Regions from separate parts of the Sus scrofa genome. Here region 1 is linked to region 2. A link is a contact called in public HiChIP or PLAC-seq data. All regions are on one chromosome and are shown on one strand. Each heading gives the region's core, a stretch centred on a gene start, on an enhancer-like site or on the middle of the called end of the contact. The rest is flanking DNA. Distances are from core to core; before and after follow the strand shown.

Evidence for each region. HiChIP or PLAC-seq counts read pairs in DNA pulled down with a chosen protein or histone mark.
Region 1: an H3K27ac HiChIP or PLAC-seq map of alveolar macrophages shows a contact between it and region 2. The contact joins the promoter of FAM120B here to the promoter of TBP in region 2. A contact is called at or near these places in 2 of 47 Hi-C or Micro-C datasets (blood and fetal skeletal muscle) and 2 of 2 datasets of contacts at active chromatin or transcription factors (alveolar macrophages and skeletal muscle).

The regions. Positions count from the first base shown.
Region 1 is chr1:183,762-188,650 of Sscrofa11.1, forward strand. It overlaps FAM120B (constitutive coactivator of peroxisome proliferator-activated receptor gamma), which reads right to left and starts at 3,022. Exons shown (of 9, transcript XM_021085513.1): 1 at 2,932-3,022.
Region 2 is chr1:21,592-26,686 of Sscrofa11.1, forward strand. It overlaps TBP (TATA-box-binding protein), which reads right to left and starts at 2,084. Exons shown (of 5, transcript XM_021085495.1): 1 at 1,861-2,084. It overlaps PSMB1 (proteasome subunit beta 1), which reads left to right and starts at 2,236. Exons shown (of 6, transcript NM_001244353.1): 1 at 2,236-2,374. The coding sequence starts at 2,262.

The sequences.
Region 1 (4,889 bases), core at 1,772-4,271, 160 kb after region 2:
TAGAAAGAAAGCTCTGCTATTTGAACAGTTACTGTTCCCTTGTGCTGGGTGTCAGGATCGTGTTTTTACAAATAAGTTACAGTAATCTGTATGAATCTGTATTGAGTTAAAGTACTAACGGGAAGAGCACCCATTCCTGCACACTGCGGCTACGCAGCTGGACAGTACAGAGGATGAACTTGGTCTGTGTTACAGTAAGTGTTCCGCAGTGACCTGACTTAAACGGATTCCTCCTATTTCAGTAATACCTGTTTAAAAGGAAAGGGTGTTTAACCTGGCTAAGCAATGGTCCTCACTCACCGTTTGACTAAAGACAAATCATTTGCTCTTTGTGCATCACGGAGCTCCTCATTTGGTTTTTTTTTTGGGGGGGTTGTTATTTTTTTTTTTTTTTTTTTGCTTTTCAGGGCCGCACCCATGGCATATGGGGTCTAATCGGAGCCACAGCTGTCAGCCTACACCACAGCCGATATGCACCACAACAACTGCAACCTACACCACAGTTCACGACAACACCGGATCCTTAACCCACTGAGCAAGGCCAGGGATCGAACTGCAACCTCACGGTTCCCAGTTGGATTGGTTTCCGCTGCGCCACGATGAGAACTCCCTCATTTGCAAAAATACTATGATTTACCTATCATTTTGGCCAATTTTAAACTACTACTATAACGTTTTTCAGAAATCTCATTGTATTTATATAATTTAAACCTTAAATAACATGTTTTAACTTTTTAAAGACTTTTCCAACAGAACACCTTACAAAGAAACAGTAATTGACTCCTAAAAGCAAATGAAAATGTAGTTATTTACACTTGCCATGAAGTTCTATAAAAGTACTGATAGCGTAAGGTTTGCCTCACTTTCAAACTGCTAAAATAAGGATGCAATTCATTCCTCTGAATGAATTTCCGTGGACATAAGAGTTGCTTTTATGGTCTCAATTAACTGGACTTCCCTTCTTACTCTCAGCCTTTTCTCCAAGGAGGTGGCAATCCAGCAATGAAAACAAATCAAATACATGCATGGCTGCAAAGGTTCTGCCCACTGTATTGGGTTGCCAATCTCTGACATCTCTTCCTGACCCAAAAGGAAACTAAAGCCAGGTTCCAGCAGGAACCTGAACAGCTCCATTCATTCATATTTTCTCACTAAACCTCAAGAGGAAGCACACGTAAGGAGTAGGAGGTGGAGAAGAGAAACTCTGAAGGACAAGGACACAAAACCAAGACAGCAGGATGTGACTCATGGTCAGTTCCACAGGGATCCAAGTCGTGTAGGGCTTGAAGTTTATAAAACTGGAAGTTCCTCTTTTTAAAAAGAATACAAAATTATAAACACAAGACCTCTGAGGTCCTTCCCAGTGCTTTAGAAGGGGCCAGGTAAAGTAAGGACCCTTGAGGTCTGAACATCATTAGCTTTAAATCTGCCCCATAAATGACACCAAGTCTAGGCTTGCGGAGGGGGGTTGAACCTCAGAATACTAAAAACTCTAAGTGTCCTCAGACCTCACCTACTGCAGTCTTCTCAGTTCACAGGTGGGCCAGGAGTGATTACAGATTTCCATGTCTGGAGGACGAGGTGGTTAGAAATTACACTAGCACATAAGGTGGTCAAGAAACGGTATGTGTGGAGATGAGCAGTGGGCGACCTAACACAGCCAAGTGTTTTCAATGTCTCCCTGAACACAAGCACTAAGGAATGCACAGCTGGAGTCCTGAGACAGAGGGACGGCAAGGTGAGTGTGTTTGGGGCGGCGGTGAGCAGCTGTGGCACAGCTTAGAGATAGCAGAGCCGGGGTGATGGGGAGATCAACATACAGAGAATGCGTGGTGTGAAGTCTGTGGTGGTCAGAGAGGGTAGCTCCTAACAGCATGGTCCAAACATGGTCAGCACGTAGATGGGAGGCCACGACTCAGAAATGACAGAGAACTGGAGGACAAAGCCAAGGATGACACCAGACACGGAGGAAGCACAGAGCACAGCTGCAGGCCATATTTAGGAGGTGAAAGGAGAGGAAACTGATGCTGCACATCTGCCATTCCATGTCCCTCACTCTTTGAATTATCTACTCAAATGCTCCGGCCGAAAATCTGGAAATCAATGGAAATACCACCACCTCTTTTTTCGCATCAATCTCATCTCCAAGCTCTACTACCATTTCCAGATCTTCAGTTCTGAAACTTCTCTTTCCTAAACGACTGCACACACACTCTTACCAAGTGCAGTCACCCCACCACCACCCTACACCTGCCAGACCCTTTTAACATTAGGACCCGGATCACATCACTTCCTTGCTCCCAAATCTCTTGAGCATCCTTCCATTCCTATCTCCAAGCAACATTCTTTCCGGAACACGTCAGACTGTCTCAATCCCACATGTCTTCTGTTCCCTCTGCTGGAAATCAACGGCCTCTTGCTCCTCAGCACCTCCCAACTCTTATGGGAAATTCAGCTCAACCCTCCCCCCCCATACAGAAACTTCTGGGCCCTCGTCGGCCAACTTGAACTAATCATCCTCTCAGCTCCTGGGGCGTCATCCCACCGGCCTTTCCTTCCCTGGAGAACTGGTGCTTGCTGGGTGCTGGGACCCCGGCTCAGCAAAGCTGGACGAGTGAGGGAAGGCGCCCGAGTTCGGAGACCAAGCGGAGAGATCAGAGGACGCCTCCTTAGGGGACGGCAGGAGCAGCGATGCGGCTCACTAGGTCCAGGGACCGCACGCCGACCCGGAACTGCACACCTCTCTCTGGGGAGGGGTTGGGCCAAGACGGCGCCAGAAGGCGCAGGCAGGGTGCCTGGTTGTGGGGTCGGACGGTCAGGGACACGCGGCCCAGGGACCGTGACGGCGCAGAACCGCGAGCTCGGCCAACCGCGCGGAGGCGACGGCCGAGAGCCGGTCCGGACGCGCTGGGCCCGCAGGCCCGGCCCTACCTAGAGACGCGCCAGCACAGAGATGCGCCCGCGCCGCTCTCGGCCCGCCGCAGTCGCTTCGCACTTCCGCTTCCGCTCGGGCGCTTCCGCTCGAAGGACCGCCCTGGGGCGGGGCCTGCGAGACGGACCCGGGAGGCGCCGGGTGGCGGGCGGGGGGAGGAAGGGGAGGGCCGAGATGCGCGGGCGCCGCGGCCGTCGCCGCGGAAACCTCGCGGTTCTTCCGAGGTCGGGGTCGCACCTCGCTCGGCTTCCGCAGGCTCGCCCGGCCGCGCCGGCTGGGGTCTTGACACCGCGGCTCGGCTTTAGGGCGCTCGGAGGGCGGGGCGCGCTGCTGGGAGAAGGCAGAAAGTCCCTGAGTCCCGGCCCTCGCAGGAGGCAGGCGGGCCTGAACGCGTGGGCTTCCCGGCCGAGGGACCTTGGTTAGACGATGGCCTTTTGCGTTGAGGACAGCGCTTCCCGGAGCGCGCCGACGAACACAGCAGAGCACGGCAAGCTCCAGATGAAGGGGAGCTTCTGAGCATTGCTGTGACCACGGCCCTGGAGCCCAGAGCTGTTGATGCGCAGGCTTGCGGATCTGGAACGGGGCGAGAGAGCCGAGAGCTCCGGACGAGCAGCCGCCGCAGGGGAGGAGGCGAGGACGCGAGTCACCTCGACCTCGTTTCTGCAGCTGCCTTAAGACCAGTAAAGTTCACAGTAGGCTGGGAGATAAGGCAGGCTTCCGATTATACACAGTTGCCATTCCTCTGGCCACAATGTCACCCTTTTCTCTACAACCAAAAGAACATTTTGGCAGCCAATCTAGTTTTTATTTTTTAAGTAAATAATGTTTAATGTATTAATAATGTCAAGTTACTTAAGGTACATCGGAAAACCTGTCTTTACACATGGCATACCTCAGGAGGGCTGCCGTAAGCACCAGGGGCTAGAGGCTACAATCAGGGAAGTAAGATGGTCAGATATTGTTCCTGCAGAGTCTCTTGCAGATCAAGCACTCAAAAAGCATTACCAAATTGAAGTGACACCGGATGTATGTGTGTATTAGACAGTTTGGAAAGGAATCTCTGCATTCGGCTTTCATTTCCTGTCGATTTTTTTCCCCCTAACATCAAGAAAACAGTTCTCAGCACCAAATACTTGTTGGGCACCATAGGGTCAACACCAACAAGTGTGTGAAATTGTCTCTAGTCTTCAGCACACATGTGGTTGGGGAGACAAATACCCACCTCAAAGATGAGGGAACAAGTGAAACGTAGAGTAAGTTTTATAACATGGAGGGTGAAGAAGGCAGCAAAAAGACCATGAGAGCTGAGCCTGGAAGGATGGGTAGGATCTGAGACAAGATCAGCGGAGGAACGACTTGAGAGGCAGAAGGAGCAACCTAGGAAAGAGAGTGCCAGGGTTTCAGCTGGTGTGAGGGAGCAGCCAGGGACTCCAGGCTTTAGGAGCAGAAGCCTCACTGACAGACAGCGCAGACGTGGGGCCAGATTGTGGAGGCAGAGGAGGCAGGCGGACCATAGCCCCGACCGAGTGCCTGTATGAGTCTTGCCCCTTGGCAGCACTTAGCTCTACCCCGCAGAGCTTCCAAAGAGCACTGTCTGCCTCCTTCTACACATTCACAGATGACCAAGGGTCCACGACATTTGAGGAAGTTGGGGGGGAGAAAACAGAACACTAGGAAGAGGAAAAAATGTTATGAAAAACTTTATTATCTGCAGTCTCTGAAGATAATATATCAGTGAAAGAAAAAGTTATATAAAAATATTCAGAAAATAAGAGCTCTTGAAAGTTAAAGCAATAATTTATTTACTGATTTAGTCTCTTTTTTTTTAGGGCCACACCCTCGGCATGTGCTAGATCCCAGGCTGGGGTCGAATAGGAGCTGCAGCTGCCTGCCTACACCACAGCCACAGCAACTCAGGATCCTAGCTGAGTCTGCAAACTACACCACAGCTCACGGC
Region 2 (5,095 bases), core at 834-3,333:
ATCTTACGCTCTACGGTACCTGAACTCTCCCGCCTCTAATAGGACGTTAACAAGTCTCCAGCGAAACTTTATCATAAAACCACCCCCGCTGGTAGCAAAACAGATGGGCACAGGCCAGGGTGAATCTGCCTTCCAATATCGAGAAGAGAAACAGCAGGACATAAAGACATTGGGTCTTGGATGCGCAGGACTGGCCTGACCATGCCCCTCCTGGCACCCCCGTACCCCACACTCGTACAATGGGAAGCCGCTTTCGAGCCACAGCAGAGGAGGGAACCGAGCGGGATGCGCGGCCGGTACAGGCCGGAGCTGCGGCAGCACGAGCGGGAGGAACGGCCTCCGCGCGGCCTCCCCATACACTCCGCGCCTCTTCCCGCTATGGACCCGGGGCCTCGATGCAGTAGTCGCTTCTGCAGGAATCCTCAGGGAAGAGAAAAGCTAAAAGGGCTGTTACCTGGAGTCACTGCACAGACTACTACCGGCAGGCGAAAAAGAAGTTAACCTGCAGGAAGCCCAGGCGCCCGCCACGGCGACCCTTCCCGACCCTACAGAACTCCTGGCGCGCGTTGACAACGTCACTTCCGCCAGTTCACCTCTCAGCTTCCGCGAGTTGCCCACGCTAGAGCGGCGGCCATGGGAAGTGTGGGCATTGCGTCACTTCCTATGTTTCCCTGGTACTCGGCTGAAGGGAAACATGGGGTGGGGCGGAGTCCTTCGCGCTTCCGGCGAGGCCACCCCGCCAGGGCCTTTTCTGATTGGTAATCTAAGCAAGATATTGATATTTAAATGCTGACCGTTCAAACTGACTAGCGGAGTGACGTTTAGCAAGTTATCAGGTCTCTCTGCCTCAGTTTCTTCGTTGTAGGTTGGAGTAATAATAGCACTAGTCTTCGAAGGACATTGTGAGATAGATTAAGGAAATGTATGAACTGTGCCTGGCACACGTTAAGCATGTTAGCTATTCTCAAACATGTAGAATGATAAGAAAAACAAAAACAGACAGCCTGGTTTACAGACTCGATTATATTTTAATTCTTCTGCTACCGTCTAATGCAGTCTTTTCACAGTAGTTGGGCCCCAGAGTCCCTCTCCTGTGGATCATTTAGGCATGATCACATTTTGTAATGCTTGTTAATTTGCTTCCTTTGTATTTCATATAACCAGTGAGGTTGTGAGCTCCTTAATGATAGGAAATGCTGTATAGATATTTTTGTATCCAGGATGGTGCCTGAATAAATACTTCTCTCTCCATAACTATCAAAGAAAATCTTTTGCTTTACCCTTTGTTTAAAGTTTTAATTTAAAAACTTAGGTTTCAAAAATCTTTTCTGCTTCCAGAATTGTGTATATCAGGTAATCAATCGATATTAGCCAATTGCTTGCTTGCCTTTTTTAAATAACATTTTTAAGCTGTAAAATATAATAAGACGTACATAAACACATATAGAGATTAAAAGATAGTATTAAATCAAATAAAGAAACCCAGTATTGCCAGCACCAGAACCCTCACCTATACCCAGCCAAACAGGCCCTTCCTTCTCACTGTGTACTCCTAAGGTATATAGTAGGCACTCTTTTGCTCAACGTTTTAAGACTCATCCATGTTGATGTGCCTTCCCTCTAGCTGGCAGTCTGTTATTTTTTTTTTTACGCTGTGTCACATCCCTTTGATGGCTATGGAGAGAAATATTGTATTTATTCAGGTATTGTCCTGGATACAAAACTATCTACAAAACATTCGCGAAAAAAACATCAGTTGTTTTATTCATTCTGCAGTATGTGGACATTTGGATCGTTGCCAGTTCTGGGTCATTAAGAACAAGACTTATCCTTACACATCTTTCTGGCTAGGGTACGTACCTCGGCGTAGAACTGCTGGGTCATAAGGTGTGCTTATTTTCAACCATGTCAAGGTATGCCAATCTCTTTTCGAGCTATGGCTGTACCAACTTACATTCCCATAGAGTCTTCGAGTTTCCACTGTTCCATAGTTTTGCCAATTTCTTTGTAAGGTCAGATTTTAAAATTTTTATCCATGATTTCGAATGTTTAGTTAGGAGAGACAACCCTCCCCTCTCCGTCAGCTCTCTCGGAAGAGCAGGCTCAGGCTGAGAAGCGGAAGGGGACGGCTCTGGCTTCCAGGAGCGACGACCGACCGGCGGGAGATAGAGCGGCCGGAGGCAGCGCCACGGAAGCCGGAAGTGGCCCGACTTCCGGTCGGCCGCCATCTCGCCGTGAGACAGCAGGAGCTGAGCGGCGCGATGTTGTCTTCGGTAGCAGCGTACTCTGTCCCCGGCAGAGACTTGGCCATGGATCCTCATAGCGCCGCGGGTCCTTCGCAGCTGCGCTTTTCGCCCTACGCTTTCAATGGAGGGTAAAGCCCAGGGAGCCGACACTTTCTCTTTCGCCCCCCTCGCCCCCATGTCGCTAAGCCCGTTGGCGCGGCTGCCAAATCTTGCCCCGCCACCTCCTCTCCGTGTTTGCTCAATTCGTCTTGTTCTTCACAGCTTCCCTTTACAGGCTGGAAACTGGGTCTTGAATGTGGACAGCCAGGTGTTTGTAGTCTGCTCTTTGCGGAAGTGAGACAGTAGATAGGAATTGAGATCTGGCCCTCTGTTCTGCAAGAGCTTTAAAAATGGATCTTATCTCTCCTTACTGTCTGAGCATGTATCTCGCGCTAGGAGATGAGGGGCGGATTGAGCATCTGAGATTGAAGAGTTATGGTTGATTAACAGTGTCCTTAGGTTTAGTTGTGTCTGTAGCTAAAAGGGCTGATCAAACAACATCATTTTCTGTTATTTTAAATGACAGAAACTGGCCAGACCTAGTTTTATTGGTCAGTGCTTGTTTTTAAGGGTTTGCATAAATTCGGGGGGGGGGAGTCCTTTAAAGGTATATTCTTGCATATTGCATTCAAGTTGTCTTTCTTTTTTTAATTACCAGATTTTCTTAAATAATACTTTTCCTTGATAGTACACTAAAAGAAGTAGGTTGTGGAAAGACACTATTTAGGATTCCTAAGAGTAAAGAGCTGTATATTTAAGTAGTGTTTATAGTTTACCCATCAAACTTTGTATATTAAAACATACACACCCAATTCAAACAAACAGATGGTCTTTTAAGATAACCAGGTTAACAGTTCCTTATGGATTTGAAATTTTAATGCAGATTGTTGGGGTATGTTGCAAAGAAAGTGGAAGGCTGTGATTTTAGCATTGTTTCTGTCATGGAAGGGCAGTGTAGTCCTTGGGTACCTCTCAACTTTTTTTTTTTTTTTAAGGGCCACACCCACAGCATATGGAAGTTCCCAGGCTAGGGGTCGAATTGATTATTAACTTACCTTTAATAATGTAGACATAACTCAGTCTGTGCTCTTTTTCTTTAGTGTTTATTGCTGCTGGCTCTTGGGCAGCCTTTGCTTCTACAATATAAGACTTAGTGCTATGTCTTTTTCTATTCTGACTAAATGTGGTTAAATGCCAAGTGATTAGGCTCCACATTTGTCACTGAGTACTCTCACATGTCTCATTAAGAGAGGATATTCCCAAATTGGTTCTTTCAATTTTACCTTTTATCAGCCCCTCCATTCTGGCTTGTTTTTGGTTGGTTGGTTGGTTGGAGGTTTTTTCTGGCCACTGCAGTGCCAGATTTGAGTGTATCTTCAACCTCCTCTGCAGCTTGCAGCAACGCCAGATCCTTAACTCACTGAGCAGGCCAGGGATCCAGGGATCGAACCCACATCCTCCTGTATACTTGTTGAGTTCTTAACCCACTGAGCCACAATGGGAACTCCCCCTTACAACTTCTTGAACCCAGAGTTCCTTATCTTCCTTAGCTACTCCTAGCTTAAGGGGAGAATCAGAAGAGAAGCATCTCGTAAACTGAAAGCAGTTATCTTCTTCAGTCCTTATGCTGACTGGGTGTTAGATGGTATACGCCTCCGTTTTCAGAATGAACCTGGGCCCTTAGATGTTACATTTCTTTAATATGACGTCACTGATCTGGTGTGAAGTTGAACCCCAGGACTTGAATCCATAGCTCTCTTGCATTGAGTTGATGTATGCTTTTATCATTGCACTTTTATTAAATATTTTCTGTGACAATTGATGAAGAAGTTATAAAATGAGTATTGAACCCATTTCATGAGGCAGTTACAGATTCTGTATAAGACTCATAAGGTATTCAGTACTCATTACACTCTGCTCAGTTTTTAGCATCTGTAATCCTGTTACTGCCCTAAAAGTTAGTTTCTTGTGGTTTTCTGATTATTAACTTACCTTTAACAATGTAGACATAACTCAGTCTGTGCTCTTTTTCTTTAGTGTTTATTGCTGCTGGCTCTTGGGCAGCCTTTGCTTCTACAATATAAGACTTAGTGCTATGTCTTTTTCTATTCTGACTAAATGTGGTTAAATGCCAAGTGATTAGGCTCCACATTTGTCACTGAGTACTCTCACATGTCTCATTAAGAGAGGATATTCCCAAATTGGTTCTTTCAATTTTACCTTTTATCAGCCCCTCCATTCTGGCTTGTTTTTGGTTGGTTGGTTGGTTGGAGGTTTTTTGGTTTGTTTTGTTTGTTTGTTTGTTTGTTTGTTTTTACCAAACCCACAGCATGTGGAAGTTCTGGGGCCCGGGATTGAACCCCAGCCACTGCAGTGACTGACAGCACTGAATCCTTAACCCACTGAGCTACCAGGGAACTCCTTGATTCTGCTTTCTTAAATAAAACATTTCCATCTGGATTTTCTGCTCTCACCATAACTCAATATATTAAAACAGGGAGTTCTCATCGTGGTGCAGTGGGTTAAGTCCCCAACTGCGGGGGCTCAGGTAGTTGCAGAGGTATAGGTTCAGTTCCTGGCCCTGGCCTGGAACAGTGGGTTAAGGGATCTAGTGTTGCCACAGTGCACCGTTGGCTCAGATTCTGTTCCTGGCCCAGAAACTTCCATACACTGCAGGCATGACCATTTAAAAAAAAAAGGAAAAAGAGGAGTTCCCATGTTGGCTCAGGGGAAACGGACCCAACTAGTATCCAACAGGATGCGGGTTTGATCCCTGCCCCTGAGCAGTGAGTTAAGGATCCAGCATTGCC